2 separate regions of the Rattus norvegicus genome follow, and region 2 is linked to region 1. A link is a contact called in public Hi-C data. All regions are on one chromosome and are shown on one strand. The core of a region is the stretch at or near the end of the contact, and the rest is flanking DNA. Distances in the headings are between cores, read along the strand shown.

Region 1 (6,931 bases), core at 1,610-4,109:
GCCAATCAGTCTGACCCATACACCAGCCTGTGGGGCATTGTCTTGACTGACAGGTGTGGAAGGGCCCAGTCTACCTCGAGCAGTTGGTCCTGAAATAGATGAAAACGCAAACAGAGCAGATCAAGAGGAACAAGCCAGTAAGCAGCAATCCTCTGAAGGGCTCTGGTCCTCACGCTTGCCTCCAGGCATGCCCTGTCTTCTCTCAAGGATGAACTGTGACCCAAGAAAGCACCATGGAAAGAACCCTCTCCCTAAGTCCCTTTTGATCATGGTGTTTACCACAGCAACAGAAACCCAACGGAGACACTGAGCAGGTAAATTACTGAACTGGGCCGCAGCAACCAAGAAGGAAGCACTAGAGGGCGTGGCCCATGGAGGCTGTAAACAAGCATGTGCACAAGCTGCAGACTGTCATGGAGACAAGCTGTGTCGGGGAATGAGAAGCAGGGTGTTGGTCCACGGGGTCACGGGGACCTAATTCACATGGAGACAGATGCTCCAGAGAGGACGTTTAATTATTTATTCTGTGATGGTGGAATGGAGTCAGACACAGAGAGAAAGAAAATAGCAAGCTTTAACTGTAATCAAGTGTGATTAACAAGCTTGCTTAGGAAATATGAGGCTACACAGGAGTAAGAAAACAAAATAAGAAGCCTCCTCTGAATTGAGACAACAGAGCTAAAACCGAACTATAGATCGTGGGCAGTTTATGTAAACTCGGTCCGAGCTACAATCCCCTGATAGGACAGAGCCTCAATGGATAAGATACCACTCAATGACTAGCTGTAAGCAGGCAAGCCTGTAGGGCATTTTCTTAATTAGTGGTCATGAGGGAGTCCAGCTCATTTTGAGAGTGGCCACCCCTGGGCTGGTGCCCCTGGGGTCTATAAGAAAGCAGGCTGAGCCAGCCATGCAGAGCTAGCCAGTAAGCAGCACCCCTCCATGGCTGCTGCCTCAGCTCTTGCCTCCAGGTTCCTGCCCTGCTTGAGTTCCTGTCCTGACTTCCTTCAATGATGGGCTATGATGTGGAAGTGTGACCCAAATAAACCCTTTCTTCCCTAGATGCTTTTGATCAGTGAGATGACATCACAGGGGTAGAGGCCCTAAGACCCCGGCTCCCGCTGCTGTAGACCTGCTTACCCCTTCCTTTCTCTCAAGGGGTGTACATCTACCAGCTCTCCTTCCCTGAGAAGTGACCACCAACGACACAGCAAACTGTCTTAACCAGACACCTGCACCCTTCAGCTTGTGGTGAAGTCTTTTCACCAGGGAAGATTGGCTAACCCTACATAAACTATGAAAGGTACCTGCTTGAAGCTGGGCCTCTCTGAACAGGCCACTAATTAAACTCTGTGCCGAGAACTTACTTCTCTTTGAGGAAGATTGAGCTCCTCTCCCGAAGGAGAGGAACGTGAAGACCAAAGGATGTTACATTCCAGGCAGAGAGACCCAAAAATGCAAAAGACCCCAAAGCAAAGACACTGTGACATTCTGAGCATGTCTTAAGAGGCTGCAGCAGACTTGGGGAAGAGGAAGACTGAGGCTAGACTGACTTCCTAAACTTTAGAGTCTGAAGGATAAATCTGAGACTAGCAGATACCTGGCCTGCCCCAAAGTCACTCCCGAAGGCCAATGTTTATTAAACACTAAATACTAGGTGTGTCCCTTTGCCTGTGCCTGCTCCTGCCTTTCAGGTGTAGGTGTGGCACTGAAAAGGACACTGCTATCTCTGGCCACCCTGAAAACACCCCGCTTCCTCTGATGTCGGAAGCTAAACAGGGCCAGGCCTGACGGGTGGATGGGGGAGAGAAACTGCCATGAAGTCAGCGAACTGACTAGGGTTAAGGTCTCAGACCTGGAACCCAAATCCCAATTATTCTGGGTCGCAGGTACGCTGATAACAGGGCTCAGAATGCGGTTCAGAAGGATATGAATTCAAAGGAAGGACAACTGGGTTCCAAGATCACTTCTGTGTCACAATTTGGATGAGACAGAGCACAAGAAAGGTGACATTTCCTTTTAGCAAGGTTTCCTTTTAGAGAAGGTGAAGAGTGACGTTTTAAAGCAGGGACCTGGAGAATCTCCAAAGCAGGGGAGCCCGGGGAAGTTAGTTCCTGAGCTTTCTCTTCACCTTCCTGAGCGTTCGACCGGCTTGCTGGATGTATAGATGGCCACCTCCTCCAGAGCCTCTGTCTCTCAAGCCAGAACCCACAACTACATGCTCCATCTACCTTCCATCCAGAAGGCTGGTGACAAAGTGGCTGCCGCAGACTTAGCTCTAATAAGGCTATTTCTATGCCGTTTCCCAACACTTTCTTTGGACTTTTATCTAATACAACCAGCAAATTCCAGCTCAAGATAGGAAAAAAAAAATAAGCTAAGAAGTTCTACCTTTCTTCGCGTTAGAAATTAACAATAGTCGTGGGCCCTAGAGTTCAGATCTGGAAACCAGAAAGACAACTCCATTTGTCAGCTCTAGATGGCAAAAGGCTCGGGGCCTTCATCAGGCCCGGAGGAGAAGGACCCCAGATTTGGGTGCCGCCCAAAGCACAAAGATTTGCGGGACAGGACGCACCCTAGCAGGAGCGCCCAGCCCACGGGTCTGGAGGGAACCGCACCCGCCCTCTCGCAGTGCGCCTGCGCCAGGCCTCTCGCGCGGCCTCCCCGCAGTCCTCCGAGTTCGGTAATTAATCCGGGTAGACCCAGCTCCGGGGCTGGCGCGAGCCCACCAAGCCAAACAACGGCAGCCTTGGGGTCCCGAGCTCCCCACACTCACCTGCATCTTGCTTCCAGAAGTTCCGACCAGCCCCTAGGCCCCAGCCTCCGCTCCTCTGGCGCCTTGTAGCACCGCCCCTTCGGTCTTCGTCCCGCCCCCCAGGAGCGAGCTGGGCCGAACCAAGGAGAAAGAGAAGACTGGAGTCTGCGCCTGGTCTTCAGGAACCCGTGCAAAGGCTGAGCGCCTTTGAGTGACAGGCCGTGACCCCGGTGGGTGGGAGTACGGGGTGACGTCACTCCGGCCAAGCCGGGGCGCTACCATGTTAGGGAAAGCGGCTGGTTGATTGGGGTTGGCTCGAGGTACGCGTAGGTTCTGCGACTCCCCGGGCCGCCAATCGGAGTCTTTTTAGAGGCTTTACCTACTACTCAGAGGCAGAATTGCCTTTCAGTGACCCGATGCTAGGATTAAAAATGACCCCGGGTCACCTGGAGGCCACCCGGCGGCTCTGTTGAATGAGATGAATTGCTCATTGGATTTGTTTACTGAGAGCACACTCTAGCCTCTACGGTTACGGCGTCAGATTTGAGAAACCGGTGGAGGGTAGAACGCCTGGCTTCAAGCCCCTTCACCCTCACAAAAGGAAAAGATCACGGGGGTCATTTTATCTGGTTGACACCAGACTTGTGTGTGTCCCTGAGAAAAGACGCAGACGGCTCCAGAGCTGTCCACAGCATTCAGAGCTGGAGCTGAGAGTACTGGGATTAAAAGGCACCCCACACACCTGGACTACCTTGCTACTACCTGCTTGAGCACACCGCGGACTCCCCACTTTTTGGCTACGCTCTGGAATCACCCAAGAGCCTTCAAAACTGCAGGTGTGTCTGCCTGTGGTAGCTCACATCTATAATCCCAATGCTCAGGAGACTTGAGGCGGGAGGATCACTGAATTTGAGCCCAGGGCTAGAGAGTGAACCTCTGTCTATAAAAACAAACAAACTGCAGTTACACTAAGGCATTATTTCCAGACAACTTAAGTCCTGGCAGCTGGGGGACTCAGAACTGATAATTTCTGGGAAATGATAGGCACCATCATTACTATAGAAAAGAAAATCACATTATCCCGTAAGAAACAAACAAACAAACAAAAAAACCAGAAAACAAAACAAATAGCTTGGATTTAATTTAACTCAACACATTCGAACTAGATTACAGGTCTTTAGAGTGTCTATTAATTTATCTAGCTGTAAACTGTTGTGAATGGATTTTTCCAGTTTCACTTGCAAAATCGGTTGTAGATAGTTTAGCTTGGGGGTGACAACAGTGACTTTGGTTATAAGCTTCTCTCCACCCCACCCAGCAGTAAAGCAGGTGTTGTTTGCCCCTTCCTTGCTTCAGGTGGAGCCACTGAAAGATGTCTCCTGATGTATTGGAAACAATGCTACCAGTTGCATAGTTTTATAGGATGTGTGTTTCAGAACAATCTCCTGTTAATTTGATGCCTTGACTTTTGGTTTTATTGCATTGAATATAACATGAATAAAGTCTTCAACTGAATACACGTGAGAAACAAACTGTTCAGCTGAGCCTTTATTTGGGATTACATCATGAGTTCTGAGACAGCCTCAGCCACAGTATGACACTGTGTATAAATCTTGGTTGACTGGGGAAGGTATGTAAACCTTCTGTGAAGGATGTAGGAAACACTGCATAGTCATTTGGAAGCAGATAAAACTGAAAACCTACTTTACAGCATATACTAGAATTTAAAGAAGAAAAATCACTAGAGGAAAACATGGACTAACTTAATAACTTTTTAAAAGACTGGGTTTTGCTATGTAAACCAGGCTGGCTTTGAACTTATTCTCCTGTGTGGAGAGCTCTTGGGGCCACTTCTAGAAATTTGGTGGGAATTTGACATTTGGCCAGGACACCGAAGTAGGCTCAAAATCTTGATATGTCCTTGAATACCACCGGGATTTTGTTTATCCATTTGTTTGTTCCTTGACCTAGAACTGACCTTATTCTTTGTATGTGTCTAGAATGATATAAAAGCAGACTGGAAAAAAAATAAACCCACTTCACCCTCAGCACTGGCTGAAGTCATGTTATAGTATTGTCTAATTGTCTTTTTCTCTTTAATCCTCGATCCCTCCCTTGAGACCCAGTCAGCGGACTGAGCTGGCTTGTTCACTCCTACCTTAGTGGCCATAGTAGCTAGCACTAAAAACATATACCGCCGTACTTGGGTTAATTTTATAATTTAGAAATGGGGGTGGGGTGGGACAGGGAGCTTTTCATACTAGTCCTTAAAATCCAAAATAAATCAAAAGAGAAAAATGAAAGATTTAACCACCCCTTTGCTTAGGAATAAAGTGTGTAAACCCAGAGCTTTAGGTATAAAATAAAAATTTAAGTAAAAATATGTCTACATGTGTTTGCATCTTTAATTTTACAAATGGAAACACACACACACACACACACACACACACACACACACACACACACACCCCAACCAGAAAACAGCATTGCTAGCTATAAGGAGAGGTGAGACTTGGGCACAGGGATAGGAGTCCTATAACAAATTTTGATTTAAGAGCTGTGGTGGTTAAAATGAGAAATGCCTGCATAGGTTCCAGCGTTCAGTCCCTAGTCAGTTTCCCTGTTTGGGAAGATTTAGAAGGTGTGGCCATTCTGGAGGAAGTATGTCTCTGGATCAATACTGAAAGCTTAAAGTCTTGCCCTACTTCCATTTTTGCCCCTTTTCTCTGTTTCCTGCTCACAGCTGCCATGCGAGCTGTTAGCTTCCTGTAATGCCTACCTCTTGTTGCCATGGCTCCCCACATGATGGTCAGACTCATCACTCTAGAAACAGAAGCCAAAGAAACCCTTCCTTCTGTAGGTTATTCCAGTGATGATGTCTTATGACAGCCATAGAAAAGTAATTAGGCAGGACCAGGTACAATCATGTGCATTCAATCTTGGGGATCCTCTTTAAGGAAAGGATACGAAATTATGACCATAATATGATGACTGTAAGGTCAGTCATGAGTATGAGTGTTCATTTGTCCTGAAAAAAGAAAACAATTTGTAAAAAGTTTGACTAATTCCACTAATATAATAAAACTCAAAAAAATGTCATGCTTTTATTAACTTTCCAACCTTTAGAGTAACGTCTGACTTCTGATAATTTGAATCCAGTTTCTTCTAGAACTACTCAGATATCTCATTTGAGGGACAGAGCCTCAAAAAATTCATGGCGAATTTTACCCATTGATCCCGACACTGCGTCATCTCTTCTGTGAGAGCCAACAGCTTTATTTCTATGGTCATTTCCCTCCACGATGGCCAGCAATAACCATGCATAGAGTTTTGGTTGGTCTTGTCAACTGTGAACCTTGACGTATATGGGAGGAGAGAATCTTATTTGAGAAAATGCCAATAGTCAGATTGCCCTGTAGGCAAGTCTGTCAGATACTGGCTTGATTGAAGTAGGAGGGCAGTGTTATTTTTAGGAGGTGGTCCTAAGGTGTGTAAGAAAGCAGGATGAGCAAACCAGCATCCCTCCATAGGCCTCTGCTCCAGGTCCTCTGCAAATGTGAAGAATAAAATCAAGTGCTCATAAAAATGTTAGTACGTGTGGCACATATGTGAAGGTATGTATTCACATAGGTGTGAGTAAATGCATGTGTGTGCAAGTGTGCAGAGGCCTGAACTTCATCTCGAATGTTGTTCTTGATGGCTATCCATCAAGGTCTTATTTATTAGAACTTGGCCTTGGCCTCTGCTTCAGGTCCAGTGTTCAGGTTCCTGACTCAGTAATGGAGTGAGGACCTGGACATGAAGCAAAGGCCAAGGTCAAGGTTTGTTAATTTAGACAAGGTCTCTCCCTGAACCCAGAGCCTGCTCACCAGTGCTGGCTAGCCCTGGGAATCCCATGTCTCTGTGTTTCTGATGATAGGAAGATTAGCTGCCATGCCTGTTTGGCTTTTATGTGGGTTCTGGGCACCTAAACTCTGATGCACACTCTTGCTCAGCAAGAGACCTGTCTATTGAGCCTTCTCTCTGGCTCTTTCTTGATGTTTTGCATACATTTCCTCACGGTAGCGAAAGAGCCAGAGTTGGGGTCAATCTAAGGCCAGTGGGAAAATTCCACCACAAACCTCTGAACACTAAGACCCCTCCCTTCCAGGAAGGGTAGAGCCAGCTTAGTTCCTG
Region 2 (6,998 bases), core at 3,616-6,115, 580 kb before region 1:
TTAACAAGGACACATTATAAAACATGCTTCAAATAGTAATAATATAAGATCAGAGTTCTGCTCAAATTATAACCAACACACACACACACACACACACACACACACACACACACACACACACAAACACACACACACACACCAGCATGATGCCAGATACCAAATCTGTTTTTTAGAAAGAATTAAGGTTTTTTTTGTTTTTTTTTTTTCCCGGAGCTGGGGATTGAACCCAGGGCCTTGCGCTTGCTAGGCAAGTGCTCTACCACTGAGCTAAATCCCCAACCCCATGAATTAAGTTTTAATGCAAGCATATCCACTTAGGCTGAGGACGCAGATGTCAACTTGGCTGATGATTATGATTGTTATCTTTTTTTTTTTCCTAATTTTTTTTTTTTTTTTTTTTTTTTGGAGCTGGGGACTGAACCCAGGGCCTTGCGCTTGCTAGGCAAGCGCTCTACCAGTGAGCCAAATCCCCAACCCTTGATTGTTATCTTAAAGTCTCATTATGTCCCTGACTATCCTGGGATTCACTATGTAGACCAGGCTACCCTCAAACTCACAGAGATCTGCCTGCCTCTGCTTCCCAAGTGCTGGGACTAAAGGTATTGTCACCATACCTAACATAAAATTAAAATTTTATGAGCCCCCCAACCCCCTTTCTTTTTTTGGCCCCTAGGGTCTCAGAATGCTATACATCGTGCTTGGGGCTATCCCCACAACTCAAGGTTGATGTGTAACTCATCAGTACTTCTGAACTAACATTGTCCTTCATTCAGTAGCTACACAATGAGACCTCATCTGACAACACCTGAACACACAGCTTGCCCCAGTGGTGTATTATGTTCTTATATATAACACATGCAGCCTAACTCCAGTGACCCACAGTGCTATACACAAACAACCACGCACAATAAGACAACTTTACTATAAATCTCAGTATTTAACACGATAGACACCCAGTCCTCTATCCAGCTGTGCATCCTGCCTGCCTGCTAAGCCCCACAAAAGGCCCAGGAGATAAGAACTTCGTAATTTCCACTACACTGGGGTACAAGAACTCCCTCTCCCTGCTTGATTTTACCCAGTCCCATCACAGCCTTCCGGAGAGCATTTTCCACACAGGACAGAAGGTAGTTCATTGTATTATGGATCCCACTATCAGCCGAAGTGGAGATCTGGCTTGTTCCTGGCAAAGGATCACCAAGCCAATTATCTCCAGGGTCCCCTCACCAGCATCACCAGAGTGAATTCCCGTTACCTCTCCTCACAAAGAGCCTTCAGCACAAGGAAGTACTTCTCCTGAGAGGTAGGGATGCTGAGGTGCAGCTATGCTCAGTTATGCACATAGCTGACCAATGGTCCATGCAATCAAACCCAGAGGCAGGTGGATCTCTGAGCTCCAGGCCAGAGTAAGTTATAGGATAGCCAGGGCTACTTAGAGAAATCCTGTACAAACCAAACCACCACATAACTGGAGACAGGCTTGTAATGAGCTGAAACTGCAAACAGTAAACCCTCTTATGCCACAGAGATTACACCGAATGGAAGTCACATTTGACGTACGCTTCAAAATCCTGGACGTCCTGTGACCAGGGGATGATGCTCTACCCCCTATGCAGAACGTCTTCATCACTCAAACCACCCAGATGGTACCCGTGGGTTTCTGTTTGGTTTGGTTGGTTTCCAGGGAAAGCAGAGTAAGGACTGTCAGCTATGGTCAGACAGACGGATGGAGATGGTAAGACTACTAGGTATAAAAGGACCTCCACTGGACACACGTTAGGGAGACTCATCTAGGGGGCTGGAGACATGGCTGACCTGTGGCATCCTTTCCTTTTACACAAACACTCCTGGGTTTGAACCCAAACACTGTAAACAAACAAAGCCAGACATGGCCATCTCAGTCACCATAGCACTTGGGAGACAGAAGTATGAGGACCAGGACTTTTAGGTCACCCTCAGCTACATAGAAATTTTTAAGGCTACTCTACAGTACATAAGACTGTTTCATTAAAACAAGAACATTCACTTTTGTAAAATCTGAACTTCTATCTGCAGGCAGGCATATATGTATACACATTATGTATGTATACAGGTGTATATGTGTGTGTATGTATACGTATATGTATGTGTACACACACACATATATGTATATCAAACAAGTAATAAACATCCTAGTGTAGAACTAGTGGCTGGTGTTTGCTATACTCTAGATGGCAAGGCAGGAAGTCTGTTATCAGTGAACGGATACCACAGAACCTTAGGACTCCAGAATGCTGCTGGACTGTAAACCTGAGAAAATAAAGCTGGCTCACACACACACCTACTTTCAGTAGGTGGTCTGGACAGACACCTACTTTCGATGGGCGGCTTGGGTCCGCTGACTAAAGACTCTGTGATCCGAGAGGCAACTGAGCTGTCAAACGCAGAGTTAGAGGAGTCCGGGTCCGGGTCACTGAGGATGCTTGGGAAGCTAGCTTTGCTCTGGGTTGGCAGCTCAGACTGACGCTCTGGAACAGATTCAGACAAGGAGCATTTAAAGCACTTAAGCCCTGTGATCCATACCTGGAAGGTAGACACAAAAATCAAGCATCCAAGGCCAGCCCTGGCATTTGAAACTGGGGGCAGGGACAGGGGAGAGAGAACATTTTAAAACTGAGAACACCAGGAACAGAATGGGGTACAAAGTAAATATCTTTAAATCCTATAAACCAAACAATAATAATAGTAAAATAACCCCAAAAGAAAAGATAGAGGGAGGTGGATGGACGGCAGGGAGGTGTGAGACTGAGGCCAGGTTGGGGTCAGATGCACACAGAAAAAGGAAACGGAAAGGAGAATGAAGGAGGGTACTAGGATACAAAGGTGTAATCAAGGTGGGAGCTGGTCAGCCAGCAAGAGCTCAGTTAGAGGCCAGCATGGGCTGCACAGCACATTTCAGGACAGCCAAGGCTACACAAAGAAACCCACCAGGTCTCAAAACAAACAAACAAAAGGGGGGGGAGGGTTGACAAGGCAGGGAGGCCAGGGCAGGATGAGAGAGGATCAAACAAAAACAAGCAAAAGTGTAAATTATATATATAAAAAATCTTAATTTTTTTTTTTTTTAAGTAGAGAATCTCAAGGACCAATAAGAATGTCCCAGTCTCTGGCCCTTCCTTACCTGCCAGGGCTAACTGAAGGCCACTAATATCCACAGACTGCCCCATGTTTCCGACATCCATGAGTGCAATCTGGCGAGGTGTCTTTTTGAACAGCTCCCTCGGGGGTGCCAGCATGAGCTGGGAAAGAAAGAACTTTTCTGGCGGAGTTATAGGAGGCAGAAACCCTGCAAACAAAAAATACATGCCGATTTCTCGACAAAGGCTACTTTTAAATTTTCAAAACTTAACTTTAACAGTTAACTTGACACTTAGCTGTTTCCTGCTCGCCACACTGTGAGCCGTTTCGTTTCTATGAACTAAATGTAACTGAGTTCCAGGTAATCGAATATGTACATTTAGTATACTCATATTAGTCCATAAACAAATATATCACTTGAGACAATGTGGACCTATGGAGACGTCAGTGAAACTTGTGGTTATCAAATACTTTGAGTCCTGCAAAGGCTAAAAACTACAATATGGTAGCTTTCTGAAATGCAGCCTGTGACTGGGAGTACAGCTGTACCAGAGTCCTGGGCTAGGCTCGTGGTATAGAGGAAGTGACCCTGGGTTCCATCCTCGGTACATAAGTTAGGGGAGCATCCTCAGATGTAAACCTGTGCCCGATCTTTGCAATGCTGCAATAGTAAACATTCCACAGTATTGCCCGGGACACATACATGCATCTTGGAACGGTTAATTAGAAACAACTTCATCCTCTGCTCCCATGACATTACAGCAGACCAAGGAAGGAGGGAGGCGGCTGCAAAGACTTTAGATGTTGTATAATGCGGATCTCAACCTGCCACTTCTTCAGGTTCTTAATATCGACTTCTTTACTCAGAGGCTTTAAAAAGGGGGTGGACTCTGCCATTGGCTACTCCGCATACCTCAGGACCTTACCTGAACGAACCGTATCTGACATACTTAAAATAAGTCCAGACCATCGGTGGGCTTGTTCGATGCGTTGGCTTTTTCGATTGGGAGGGATCATCTGGGGTGCAGTGAGTTTGAAAAGAAGCTTGCAACTTCTGACTACCCACCCCCATTTTAGTGGAACAAAGTATGGAAAGGGAGGGAGGGTCGATCCTCTCTGAGGAAGCCGAATATGTTCCCAGCCGACGAGCTCCCACAGAACAGCAGGCTGCGGGTCGTACCTGAGAGCGGGGGCCGATCGGGCTCCTGTCCGCCCCGGGCTGGCGGCGCCGGGTTGAGCAGGTGCGCGAAGCTGGCTGCGAACGGGTTAGCGGCGAGCGGCTCGGTGCGGTACATCTCCCAGAGAAGGTAGAGCGCCGTGAGGCGCTGCGCGGCGCTGGGCAGCAGGTCCGGTTGCTGCAGCAGCATCACCAGCACCGAGCCCAGGCGGAAGTGGTCGGCCTTGCTAAAGTAGTGGTGGAAGGCGGTGGACAGGCCCTCGAAGGTGCTGCCGCCGCCTGCCTCCTCCGAGATGATGCTCAGCAGGCTCGAGAGCTCCTTCGGGGTCAGGCTCATCCTGCCCGCGGGGCCTCCACTCCCTGACCCGGGGCCACCTGCTCCGCCTCGGCCTCCGCTCGAGCCCGCCGGGCCACTCCGGAACGCCGCCGCCTCCCGCGCCCCTCTTGGATCCGCTGAGAGAAGCCGGCCAGACGCCGTGCTCGCCCCGCCACCGGGCATCAACCTCGCCCGCCTATCCTGCTTCCCGGCCGAAAGGCCCTGGCGCCGGCTCGCTGCGTCCCCCCGCGGCCGTAAAGCGCACCCTTCTGCGACAGCGTCGCAAACAAAACAGCGCGTAAGTAAGGCGAGCGGAACGGAGAAACAGCGCAAAGCCGGGCCAAGCCGAGGTTCCGGGAACGCGAGTGGGCGGGGCACTGTGCCCGGAAGTGGGCGGGGCGCCGCGGAGGGCGGGGACGCGTGGACTCAGTAATGTAAACTGTGGTAAACTGTGGTTAAAGCCCCATGGAAGCGATCCTAGAGTGGCGGGTGGCGCCAAGCTATCCCAGTCGATCGTACCTAAGTTATAATTTGAAAAATAGGTCTATCTTGTCCGATATAACATCCTTGATGGCTCATGGTGAGATTACCGGCACCAAGAAGGTAGAGGCAGACGAACCCCTGTGAGTTTGAGGCCAGCTTGGTCTACACTGACAGACCCTGTCTCAATCAATCAATAAGAAAGAAACAAAAATCCGAGAAAGTGTCTCAAGAAAAACTCGTTTTCAAAGTCGTTTGTAGTACTTCATTTTTCTTAGCCTGCCCTAGGGCTCTTTTTCTGGCCACCTTGGCTGAATACTGGAAAACCCTGGAAACTTACATTACAGATGACTGTGAGCCACTATGTGGTTGCTGGGATTTGAACTCAGAACCCCTGGAAGAGCAGTCAATGCTCTTAACCGCTGAGCCATCTCTCTAGCCCTGGGAAACTTCTTTTGTACCAACCTCTTGGTCCAGGTCCCAGACACCACTACCTGCTCCCCACTCCCATGCTCTGGGTGGTGACTAGTACCCACTCTAGAATTACAGAAACCAACGGAATGTCATCAGCATCACCTGCTAGCTACCCTGTGCTAAAAATGGCAAACAGTTCAAGAATTTTCTATTTACCGGCTAAAATCCTTAAGGAAATTTTGAGGAACGGGTGTTGAGTATGGCGCATTGTTTAGTTTGCCGTTAAACGTGTGGAGGGATTCTGCCAATGAACGTTACAATCAGCAGAAAATATAACTTGGCAAACGGGGGAAATGATTCAAAATACCTCTATTATTATTATTAATCAACTACGTTCTCTTTGAGCCCTTTTACATTGATTGTATGCTCTATGACAACTACTCTACAATACTAAAACCCACTCAAGCTAGTTATTGTTGTAAATTATTATTAATTAGTAACTTAAATGTTGGTATAGTATGGGTGCTTCAAGATGTTTGGAGGTATTTGAGCACAGCAATACTAGCCCCAAATAGAGCTGATTTTCATCAAGGTTAACACGGTACCAAGAGCTTCTTTATGTTTCCAATCAGTTTGTTTCTAGGACTTCTATGCTATCCCCACAAACAGAGCACATTTTCACAGTAGAAGCTGACTTCCTCTCCCTTCCTGAGGCTGCAAGTCTGGAGTTATCAGCTCTGCAGTCCACCTCTGAAGCCTCAAGGGGAGAATCCTTCCTAGTCTTGTACTAGCTTCTGGCATTTATCCAAAGCCCCCGACCCCCCTTAGGTTAAAGCTTCTTTTGTTAGGTGCCCCTAATTGTTATTAAGTTTCAAACTTAACGTTAACATATCAAAGCTGACCTGGCTGCTGGCTTCCCCCAGCATCCCTCAGTTCCTCCCTAACTGGACATGGCTGGCATACCCCCTCTCTACCGTGAACTCCCCTTCCAGCACAGGCTCTTCCCTCTAGAATCCAGACATTTTGATTACCAGTTCCTTTGTCCCTTTAGACTCCTGATTGCTGCACATGGTCTCCCCCTCTCCCCACAAGGTCCAGCTCAGTCTAGTCATGTCCACTCTGGACGTCCCTGCCTCTACCTACACTCAACCTTTTATCTACAATAAACTTTCTCCCCACAATACCTAGGAGCAGTCATGTCCTCTCCTTTTTATTTCTTTCCTTCAGTCATGTCTCCTCTAAGTTTCTCTGTGGCCTCCTGCTATGGAAGGCTGTGCTGTCGGCACCATGTGGTTGTTGCTGTTGGAGCAGCTGGAATTACCCTCGCAAGGGGGCCGGGTAGCCTGATGAGCTCATCCAGCTTAAGGATAACCTTTGCTCATGGGTCTCCACTACAGCACATTGCAGTGACGGCCAACTGAGCCACAGACCCTAACTCCTCCTGATTGCAACTGGTATTTTATTGTTGTCCTTACTACTTCCTTATTACTTTAT

What was found. Hi-C and Micro-C count contacts between places; a contact is called where the count stands out from the background.
Region 2: a Hi-C map of mammary epithelial cells shows a contact between it and region 1, with 4 times the contacts expected there. The contact joins the promoter of Cnot11 here to the promoter of Pdcl3 in region 1. A contact is called at or near these places in 9 of 12 Hi-C or Micro-C datasets (the A7r5 cell line, the Rat2 cell line, Schwann cells and 6 more).

The regions. Positions count from the first base shown.
Region 1 is chr9:48,726,011-48,732,941 of GRCr8, reverse strand. It overlaps Pdcl3 (phosducin-like 3), which reads right to left and starts at 2,859. Exons shown (of 6, transcript NM_001025709.1): 1 at 2,777-2,859. The coding sequence starts at 2,782.
Region 2 is chr9:49,308,491-49,315,488 of GRCr8, reverse strand. It overlaps Cnot11 (CCR4-NOT transcription complex, subunit 11), which reads right to left and starts at 4,865. Exons shown (of 7, transcript NM_001108794.2): 1 at 4,298-4,865; 2 at 3,161-3,325; 3 at 2,355-2,507. The coding sequence starts at 4,793. It overlaps LOC134480362 (a long non-coding RNA gene), which reads left to right and starts at 5,002. Exons shown (of 2, transcript XR_010054765.1): 1 at 5,002-5,213; 2 at 6,137-6,687.